Regions from separate parts of the Bicyclus anynana genome. Here region 1 is linked to region 2. The links are chromatin contacts, called in public Hi-C maps. All regions are on one chromosome and are shown on one strand. The core of a region is the stretch at or near the end of the contact, and the rest is flanking DNA. Distances in the headings are between cores, read along the strand shown.

The links. A called contact is a pair of places that touch in the nucleus more often than the background predicts.
Region 1: a Hi-C map of whole body shows a contact between it and region 2, with 1.6 times the contacts expected there. The contact joins two enhancer-like sites. A contact is called at or near these places in 2 of 2 Hi-C or Micro-C datasets (whole body and whole larva).

What each region holds. Positions count from the first base shown.
Region 1 is chr24:4,410,141-4,415,902 of ilBicAnyn1.1, reverse strand. No RefSeq gene overlaps it. Among protein-coding and RNA genes, the nearest start is that of LOC112052966, 26 kb to the left of the region's middle. Within about 2 kb of position 3,487, at least 8 of the 8 cell types and tissues checked have open chromatin away from gene starts, as enhancers often do.
Region 2 is chr24:4,329,865-4,335,230 of ilBicAnyn1.1, reverse strand. No RefSeq gene overlaps it. Among protein-coding and RNA genes, the nearest start is that of LOC112055271, 10 kb to the right of the region's middle. Within about 2 kb of position 1,335, at least 3 of the 8 cell types and tissues checked have open chromatin away from gene starts, as enhancers often do.

The DNA.
Region 1 (5,762 bases), core at 2,238-4,737, 79 kb before region 2:
ATGACGTCTATTTTCCTAGGGATTTAAATAATAATTATTAATCTCAATGGGAATCCTAAATAATTTTTTTTAATTATACTTTTGTAAAATCTCACCATTGATGAATATTTAATCCAGTTTTATGGTTTTTGTAGTAACGAACTACCTGATAAGAAAAAAATAATATAAACTTAATACATTAGTTAAAAAAGAATAGAGAAAAATTAAATATTCATAAAATATTAGTACTGATTAAGAAGATAGGTAATATCCAATCTAAATTATTATTAATTGATGAAACATACATATAATATAAAAAAACTTAGATAAAAGTAAAAAAAGTCAATTAAAACGCTTAGTTTACTTAAACGGTAGGATATACCTTTCGTAGCACCAAAACGATCATACATTTAATAAATATACTTAATAATACAAACTGAAATGTAATAAACTTAATTCGATACCAAAAACTGGTCCTACGATAAACGAACGCGAATGAATTTCAGAATAGGGGTGTTGGGGTCATTGACATTAGTTTTCGGACGGTACGGCGTTAGAATTCATAATTGGTGTCTAGAAAAATAAATCAGCGTTCAGAGCTGGCTTTCTCGAGTGTTTCGAAATACCCCCCTAGTGCACTATGCTTGGAGGTAGTGGAAATATCCGGGTTCGATTTCCACACATTTCCAATTTTTTTTTTATTTTACTAATAGTCAGGGAGGCGTAGAGGCGATTATGGAATTTACTCGAACCAAATAAGCCTAAGGAAGGATCATGCTATTGAGTACCTTCACCAGGTATGACCCCTCAATATTGCTGGGCATGCTTATAATTAGTCAACTAACACGTCAGCTAATTAAGTAAGATGGGTTGTAGCTTGGCAACTTCGTTCGTAACACGAATGTTGCGCGCGGAGCGGGGGGCGTGTAGCGATGAATGAAAAACCCACGACTGATGCACGTCACTTCCCCGCACGCACGACTTCACACCCGCGCTGTCTTTCCGCCCGTCGCCCGCATATCATGTTGTGTTATCAACGAAATTGCCTGACTATAGTTAATAAGTAGTTTAGCAAGTGTGCATTTGCTTCTGTAATCTGACCTGAGGAAATGGAAAGGGTTAGAAAGTTGCAAAATAAACCCTTCTATTTTTGAATACGAACCATTAACTACCAACCACGGACCGTTGGTGGTTGGCGTCGGACGCGCTGGTTGAAGTTTGTTTTACCCACCAACATTGAGGGCTCATACTCGGTGGAGGTACTCAATAACATGCAAGGTATCCTCCGCTATGTATACCATCGAGTAAATCCTAAAATCCCCTCCCAGTTCTTCTACTACGCTTATCAGCTGGCCTATTTAACTTTCAATACAAATGTAGGTATTGAAAGTTGCTAAGGTATATTTACTACAGAGTAAATATTTTTTTTTTTAAAGAATATTTGCCATATTTTTTATAATATGACCAATATTCCCATTGCTAGGAGTGGGTACGACAATAGACCAACTGGGCGGGGATCGAACCACCACCATAATAATGTAATGAGTCCAACCGCTCTTACCGTTGAGCTATTGAGGCTTCATATATATGCATATATAGGTACCATAGATATTGTTAGTAATTCTGAGCAAGCTAATTCGCTAACTTTGACGTATGTTAGTTAACATAATTATACGAAATTAAGACTCTATGTAACAAATGTAATCCAGTGGCTTCTGACAACCCTTCGTAGATATCATACAGTAGGTAGATGACATTGATTTGATGTTTATTTTAATAAGTTGTTAATAAAGACCAAATTAGTGAATAAGCCAGCAGCAGCTCATATGAGTTCATATTCACTATTAATGTTAATTTATCATTAAAATTTTAAAAATAGAAGGATTTTATAAAAAATTGAATGAGTGAAGTCCAAGTTTTTGAGATACATCAAGATGACAATTGACAGCAAACGTCGAATCAAATATATGCATTGAAAACGTCATCAATCCGCCATTATTACCCATATCAGTATTGCATTTCTTGGGAGAGAATGTATAAAATTTCGAAAGAAATAAAGTAAACTCGTAGATTTGTATAATAAAAAATAGTTTAAAAAAATATTTTCTTTTATTTCCGTCATATTTTATCAGGGTACAATGACTGATCCTGGGCTCCATACAATTTTGGACCACCTCCTTTTAATATTTTCACTTTTCATCCATTAAACTGATGGGTGAAGGTCCTTTCTAATACAAATCTCAGACTATCATAGAATGGAGTAGTTAAGCTACTCGCATTTGTGATAGAACTCGTCTGGGAAAGTTATGTCGTGCGTACATTTGCCGCCAAGCCGTCTTATGTTTTATAGGTACGTTTGAAGGTGAAATTGCATTGCTACATAAACTTATACATCTATATCAGATTGATGGAGATAGGGTATAGCTTGGCAAGTTCGTTGATGAGACTCCCATGATATGCAGGTGACGGGGGGAAGGTATGCGCGGGTGTGAAGTCGTACGCGCGGGACAGAGTCGTACGTCATTATTACTCTATTTGAATAGCTCACTATAGCTTGGCAGCTTCGTTTGTAACACTCCCGATGGTCCACGCGGGCCGGGGGGCGTGTAGCGATGAATGAAAAATCCACGACCGATGCAACTTATTTCCTCGCACGCACGATTTCACACCCACGCAGTCTTTCCCCTCGTCGCCCGCATATCATGGGAGTGTCATCAACGAACTTGCTAGGCTAGATTATATAGCCTCTCTCCTAGAGGTCAAGTATTTTTCATACCATTGGTTAGCCTTTGCCTATTAGTGTGAATTTTTGTTTCTGATTGTGTAAATGCCGTAGGCCCTTTTATGGGACCTCAATAGACTCGCAGAAGCGTCGCCTGATGGGCCCGAAGGCAGAAGCAGAAGATGTGGGCAGTATGTATATACAAAATGGGTCACTTGTCATAGAATAAGTAAAAAAGTATGACAGATACACTATCTTGGCAAATTCGTTTTTAAATAGACGATTTTCTGCAATACAGGTTTGTAATGTTTCCTCAGGATAGGCAGAGTATTTTTGTATCTATGAACTGAACGCCACGGCGATGAAGTCGTAGTAGGTCTTTAGGAATCCTCACAGGGTTTACCTGATATTGGAAAAAAGTTAATCAACCAATAGTCGTTCCACAATTTGAGCTAAGTCAACAAAACACGATGATTGATACAAACAAAAAGATGGCGTACCCAATTACTAGGTGTTTGTTGAACAAAAAATCCGCGGACATTTCAGCTAATCTAGCACTGATTGTTTCCTCCATCGTGATTCTTCATAATTACAGTTTTTATTAATTACCAAAAGCGGAGATCGCTTGGCAGGTGCCTAAGGAGGTGGCTAGGACGGCCGTCGAACTTTGCAAACGTCAAACTTTGCAACGAAATGACAAATCAACCGCCAGCGTCGCCACAAGAAAAGCAACCCTATGCTAATGTAATAAAACTGCAATTTGAATTATAGCGGAAGTGGGATCATTGAGCTTGGAGCAATTTAATACTTGGAAGGAACAACGCCTTAAAGCCACATCAATTGTTTATTAGATATTGAACTCTATTTTGTTTTGAAATAAGGTTTAATTTAGGTAGTTGGTTGGGTAGACATGGTTAAGCGGCAGATACTTCCTGGTCGGTCTGATATCAATTAGGCGATTGGTCTGCTAATTTGTTAGGAAATGGGGGCAACTCACTCACGCGCATCGTAACCTTAATGATTCGCGATAAAATCTGTATCGGGTGCAAGGTTTAAAGTTGCCAACCTTAAACTTTAGGCAGTATTATAGGACTCAAAAGTGATTACAAATATGAGAAAACTAATGTCGAACAAAGGTTATGATTCACAACACTTGTCAGGAAAACTTAATTAACAAATCAAACTGTAACCAAAATAAGACCCTAGAATGGCAAAGAATGTCATTGAGTGGAGTCACGCACTTGTGAACGATGTGTGTAGGGTTAAAGGATCCTTTGACTGATATCAAACACTCCCCGTTTACACTCAAGTCACTCTCCCCGCATATCCCAAGTAACCCATAAAAAATTACACAACAAGAGATGTGGACGGCTCGAACGCCACGAGCACACTGAAGCCAACACGAGATCGAGCGACGTCACATCCGTCACAGACTACTATTTCCTACACTATTTATTAAAAACATGTAAATTTAAAAGCGGCCAACGCGGCGATAACAGGATGGACGTCCACTGCTGGACATAGGCCTATTGACCACCAGCTCCCTGCAACCCGCTTGATGTTCTCTGTCTACCTAGTGGGGGATAATTGGTGTAAATAGGGGGAGGGCCCTGGTCCTGTGCCCACCCTAGAATTCTGGGCTACCGATTTAGAATTCTATTAATAAAATAAAATAAATAAATAAATAAAAAGCCTTTTATTTCTTTTAAAATTTTTATGCAGAAATAGATATGATTATTTATGTTAGTAATCTATATCTATACTAATCTATAAAGCTGAAGAGTTTGTTTGTTTGATTGAACACGATAATTTCAGGAACTGCTGGTCCGATTTGAATAATTCTTTCAGTGTTAGATAGCCCATTTTTCGAGGAAGGCTATAAGCTATATATTATACCCGTATTCCTACGGGAACGAGAACGCGGGTGAAACCGCGTGGCGTCAGCTAGTCTAAATTAATTTGGTTAGTAAAAGCTTAAATATATGTTAGTACATTTATAGTTTGATTTTATTACGCAAGAACCCCAGAATGGGTTAAGGCCTCCTCTAAAGATGTCCAATTGTCCCTGTCCTGTGCTATTTGATACCAATATGGAATTCTATTAGGGACTCCAAAATATTATAGTTTTCCAAGAAAAGAGTAAAATGTCAAATAATAACAATCACTCTTGGTCGAGGGCCAGGCCCCCCAGGAAATAATTATAGATACGCCAATGTGGGGGATCCTCCGCTTTCCGTTGTGGGATCGCCATTCCAGCACCTTGGGACCCCAGCGTCCATCAGTTTTTCTAACTATGTGCCATGTGCCCTGTCTAAAATACTGATAGTCTTAAAAGTAATATTTAAACATGATCAATATTTCTGTTCTCTTCCAATTAGTCTGAATAGACTATGTAAGAATTACGACAATAGTCCAACGGGCGGTAATCCAACCGCGACCTTTCGGTGATTTAAATAACATAATATTATTTACATGTTTTTATAACCCCGGAAGTTCATAAAATTATTAATTACATTCTCGATCAAGTCGTCAATATCCTCTTTCAGTGCCTTTTCATTTGAGATTTCGGAACCGAATGTCTGCAAATATTGAGTATATTTGCATACATTCGGTTATTCTTCGCCACTTTCACATGATCACATTCAATTTTTAAACGACTTAACCGATTTTCATTAAACATGTCTAATCACTTACCATCATATGAGATTGTTGTCAAGAGCTAATTTGTAAAGAAAAAAAAACGGCTTAACCGTTTTTCATTAAACATGTCTAAGAACACTTGCACATAAGTCACCTTTAACACAAAAAGAAAACTTAATTGAAATCGCTTCATCCGTTTAGGAGCTAAACACCACAAACAGACGTGTTAAACTTATAACACCCCTCTTTGCGTCGCGGGTTAAAAAGTCCGAGTATGGCTTTGGCTGTCGCTAGTTACCACCCTACCGGCAAAGACGTACCGCCCAGCGACTTATTATTCCGGTATGACGTCTTGTAGAAACCGAAAGGGGAGTGGATTTTCATTCTCCTCCAAACAATTTAGCCCGCTTCCACCTTAGAT
Region 2 (5,366 bases), core at 86-2,585:
CTGCTATCTTACCAATGGAACTTACCAATGGTACTTGCTAATCGACTTAACTGTCTTTTCAAAAGTGCTTGTATATAATCTTTATAACAAAAAAATGGAATCGACTTCAAAGACGAATTTCAGTTATTTTGATTTTAACACATAGGTAATTACTAACCGATTTTTATGAAAATGAAATGGGACCACTGTAAGTTTAACTTTCAAACAAAAAAGAATTTTCAAAATTGGTTAATAAATGACGAAGTTATGAGAAACATAAAAAAAACATACGCGGAAAGCTAACTTGAAAAGATACTAATTTAAAAAAAAATGTACAAAAAGACGGCCTGTTACTAACTATTTATTTAAATTCATGAAGTGGTTACATTTTAGCAGTTTTTTATTCATATCAAATTGTACAAAGTATTAATTTTTTATTCAATTTACGATTACGGATGATCGAGCGTGGAATATTACACGTAATTACTATGGGATTTTAATTTACGCAAATTCAATGTAACAATATTTAAAAAGATTTTAATATTGGTAACTGGATTGCGAGCTATTTGCTAAAGCGGTTGCTATCAAAAAATGAAAGCCACTGGAATGCACCAAATGCCTTTTCCATGGTTCCCATTCTCGTCGGAATACAAAGTATATTAAATGTAGTCTATAGCACTCGGTGGGGATAGTGTAGCTTCCTAACAGTGAAAGAATTTTTCAAATCAATTCAGTAGTTTCAGAGTATTCATTGCAAACAAACACACAAATCTTTCCACAAAACTACCCTAATATTAAAAATAAAATCTTTTTAACAAAAAAAAATAACTGACTTCAAAATCACAAAAATAAACTAAAAAGCGAAAAAATAACATCGTATGTGCCTTCTGATAACTTTGAAGGCGGTGCAAAGTTAGTGACATATTAATTTCGTTATTTTCATTTTAACATAAAATTACTAATTTTGTGGTAAAATGACAATACACGCACAGCAAGCGCACGCAGTACGAGAAATTTTATATAAAAAGTTTGTATTTTTGATTGTAACGCAAAACTAAAACTGTACTTACTTGACCGATTTGAAAAATTCTTGCACTAATAAAGAGAGTGATTTAGCAGCCATAAATAATTATTTTACGTATATTCATAGCAACTAAGCTATTTTATAATTGTTGCGAGTAGCGATCTCCATATGAAAACTTCTCGCGCACGACGTTCGAATTTCAAACGTTCAAACGTCACATTTGAATTCCGAATGTCGCCGTTAGAAATTCGGCCAATAATGATAGCAGTGTAATCGCAGTGAGTCAACGGCCGGGGAAATGATTCGGCGGGTTCGTTCACCTTTCACCTAATTTGCCTAAAAGCAATGCGGCCGTGAACGGGTGATATGACATTCGGAGCAGTGTGAATGAACTATAGCGTGTTTTACAATTTGGCGGTTTATAATTTTGTTTTAGTAGCATTTGAAGGCAGTGCAAATCTTCTTTATGGCTAGGCCTCCCTCCATAAAGGAAAGGGGATATGGAGCTTTGATCCACTAGGACTATGACTAGGACTAGGACTAGGACTTTAATGCGGGTTTCTGGGTTTAGGGTTGATAATGTTAAATTCACTAACGACCACTATCAGATGTTATCCGTTTTAGCCCAGTGGATATGACCTCTGCCTTCGATTCGAAGGGCGTAGGTTCGAATCCAGTCCGGGCATGAATAACTTTTTTACGAAATTAAATATCACGTGTCTCAAACGGTGAAGTAAAAACATCGTGCAGAAGTCTGCCCGATACCCGAGAATTTTCTTAATTCTCTAGATGAAATCTGCCAATCCGCATTGGGCCAGCATGGTGGATTATTAGCCTAACTCCTCTCTTTATGAGAGGAGACTCATACTCAACAATGAGCCGAACATGGGTTGTCAATAATGATGATGATGATCAGATGTTAATGATAAAGATCGGGAACGACATTTTAAAAATAAAATTCTCTTATATGAGAAATACAATTAACTAAACTAAGACAATTATTTATGAGTGTACACATTTTATATTTTAATTACACATACGTACAAATAATTGTTATAAATGCGGGTAGTTCCAAAATTACATGCTTGTTACGTAGACACGACTAGTTTCAACGAAACATTTATTAGAGCTTACTGGATGTGACTTACATGTAACAATGACATGTTATTCAATAAAAATGGAGAAAAATGGCATTAAAATGTAGAATCGAAAGAAGTTTCTAAATTAGTACAGTTGTGATAATAAATGCTTGATATGTGAGTGAATTAATAGAAAAGAAAGCGACGAAAAAATTTTGATGGAAAATTATTTTTTCTAAAATAAATTTCTTATTTAAAATACTTTTCATCTAATTAATAAACCTCAACTGATGTGATGTTGATGATGAGAAATATGAGGATGTTTTGGTCTGTTTGTTTTTGCAATTTGAATAAAGTACAGTCAGATACAGATAGAAGTGTTGACAAACTGCTGGTTATGAAATGCACTGACTCATTCATTACCTCGAACTTTTCATTTGTATCACACATTATATCACTAGCACACTTTGCAACAATTGATATCCTCTCTGACTGTACAGCTGAGATTCCAAACATATTATGCTCTACCCTCAAGTTTACTTAACTTATGTATGATTTTTTTAAATAAAATAAATATAAAAAAGCCTATCAATATTTCTTCTTAATAACTGTTTACAATTAATTAGGTGCTAAGTATTTTAATTTTGAAAATTATTTTACCACTAGAAAGCCACGTTATGTGTGAGTATCATATGCTGTATTTTATCCCCATACTCCCACAGGACATACACGGCGAGGCGACTGTAGCTATCTATAAAGTCATTTTATTTTACATTCGAATACGCGGACGGTTATGAAATCGCAATGTCACCGACTGAGTCATTTCATTTGTTTCCTCATATTTTTATATTTCATTCATTGATGACTGGGTCACGCATTTGTAAACTCTGATAAGTTTGTAGAACTGTTTCCACGTAATGAATGACAAGTTTGACGTCACTAAATGTTATTGCGTAATTACAACGATACTTTTACGACATATAGCAATGCCAAATAGTTTACAAGAGGATGTATTAGTCTAAGATCCGGTATAACGAATATATATCCTCATCTGTTATTTATTTAAGATAAGAAATAAATGTTGAAGACGAAAGTCTTCGAACAGTGCGTGTTGCCAGTGATGACCTACGGATCCGGAATCTTGACTTGGTCGCTGACTATGGGCCTTATTAGAAGGCTTAAAGTCACTCAGCGACGGAGCGAGCTATGCTTGGAGTTTCTTTGCGTGATCGAATCAGGAATGAGGAGATCCGCAAACGAACCAAAGTCACTGATATAGCTCAGCGAGTCGCGAAGCTGAAGTGGCATTGGGCAGGCCAAATATTTCGAAGAGCCGATGGACGTTGGGTTTCCAAGATGCAGGAATGGCGACCACCCACTATGTGGATCGAGGATATCAAGCGGGTTGCAGGGAGCCGCTAGATGCTGGCGGCTCAAGACGTTGACCTTGGAGGTCCATGCAAGAGGCCCATGTCCAGCAGTGGACGTCTATCGGCTGATAAGGTAAGAAATAATTGATAGAAAACATTCACATTTACACATTGCAACGTTGTTTTGCTAATAGTTTGCCTAGTTAAATTGCGACCAAATACATCCCACTAATATTATAATTGCGGAAGTTTCTATGGATGTTTGGATGTATGTTTAGATTTTTGTTACTCTTTAAAGCCGCTACTACTGAAGCGATTTGGCTGAAATTTGGAATGGAAATAGATTTTACTCTGGATTAACACGTAGGCTACTTTTTATACTGAAAAAATCCATGGTTTTCCGAGATTTGCGAAAACTGATGATTTTGATGATATAAATGTAGTTACGCTTTCACGCCTCGACTACTGAACCGAATTAGTTGAAATTGAGAAAGTTGGTATTGAGATATATTATAGCCTGATTTAACACATAGGCTACTTTTTGTCCCGGAAAAATCGATGTTTCCCGAGGGATTTGTGAAAAAATATATTCCACAATTAATATACTATTATTTATAACATATTATGTCCAATAACTTAATCTTAGATTTTCACTAACTGTTACTTTAGGTCACTTTGTTCACGTGATCTTAAAGCACTTAACACTACACTATCACTATTTACTAAACACTAACTCAAATGGTTTGGTCCATATAAGTCTTCTCACAGGTAACGTCGAGATAAAATAGGTATCTCTCTGAAGCACCTAGTGGGTATCAAGTTATCATGCGATGGCCAAAGATTGCGCGACCCGTGTACAATCGGGCCATATGACAGGGGTCGATGACCGCACATCTGCCCACTTTGCGTTTATCAATTTTAATAATACGCCTACCTACCGACAGGGCTTGATTTGTGGTGGTCTCACATCTATAGTATGAGTATTTGTACTTCAAATAAAGCCTTATGGGTCTAAGCTCCATAAAGGAGGCCAGAAAAAGAGCTGCTTATGTGACTGGTCGTCTCAACCCTATGATATGCGCCAAAAGCAAATTATCCCTCCGTTCCAAACAGTAGGTAGGGTACTTTAGTTACCCTGAATCAAAATTAGTTGGGGGGCCCAATAGAGGAGAAGGAGGCGTAATTATTTTGACGGCTTAGTGACGGTGAGATTGTAGTCAAGGGCTAACTTGTAAAGAATTAAAAAAAAATAAACTACTCTGCTCTAACTTTTTTACCATAAAGTATTGTTTTTTTTTTTACTTCTGTCATTTCTGCAGTTTTTTTATGTTTTTTCTTCCCGAGAAGCACCACCAAGATTTGCTTTTTACATATTTTTGCTTTCTGACGTAGCGTAGTGGCCCCTGTAGGCCGGGCGCCCCGTATCATTGACTAGCTGGCGCCGCGCGGTTTCACCCGCGTGGTTCCGTTTCCGTAAGAGTACAGGGATAATATATAGCCTATAGCCTTCCTCAACAAATGGGCTATCTAACACTGAAAAAAATTTTCAAATCGGTCCAGTAGTTCCTGAGATTAGCGCGTTCAATCAAACACACAAACTCTTCCGCTTTATAGTATAGATACGGCTGATACAGAGGTAGCTACGCTCCTGGCTCCAAAGTCATTCTTTACAAGACCTGTATCTGTCCAATAATGACCTACGCTAGTGTAGTATTTGCCTGTCGCCCAAACCCACCGCCACCTCAGACCAATTATAGAAGGACCTGTATCGCACTCATAGTAACGAACAAAATTGTCTGTCATTTTCTGAGGAAAACGAGCTTAGATTTTGTATATATCTTATACTAAACTACAAGTTCTTGCCCGTTTTTTACACAATTCAATTACACAAAAAGGTATTTTTACGGAGCTCTT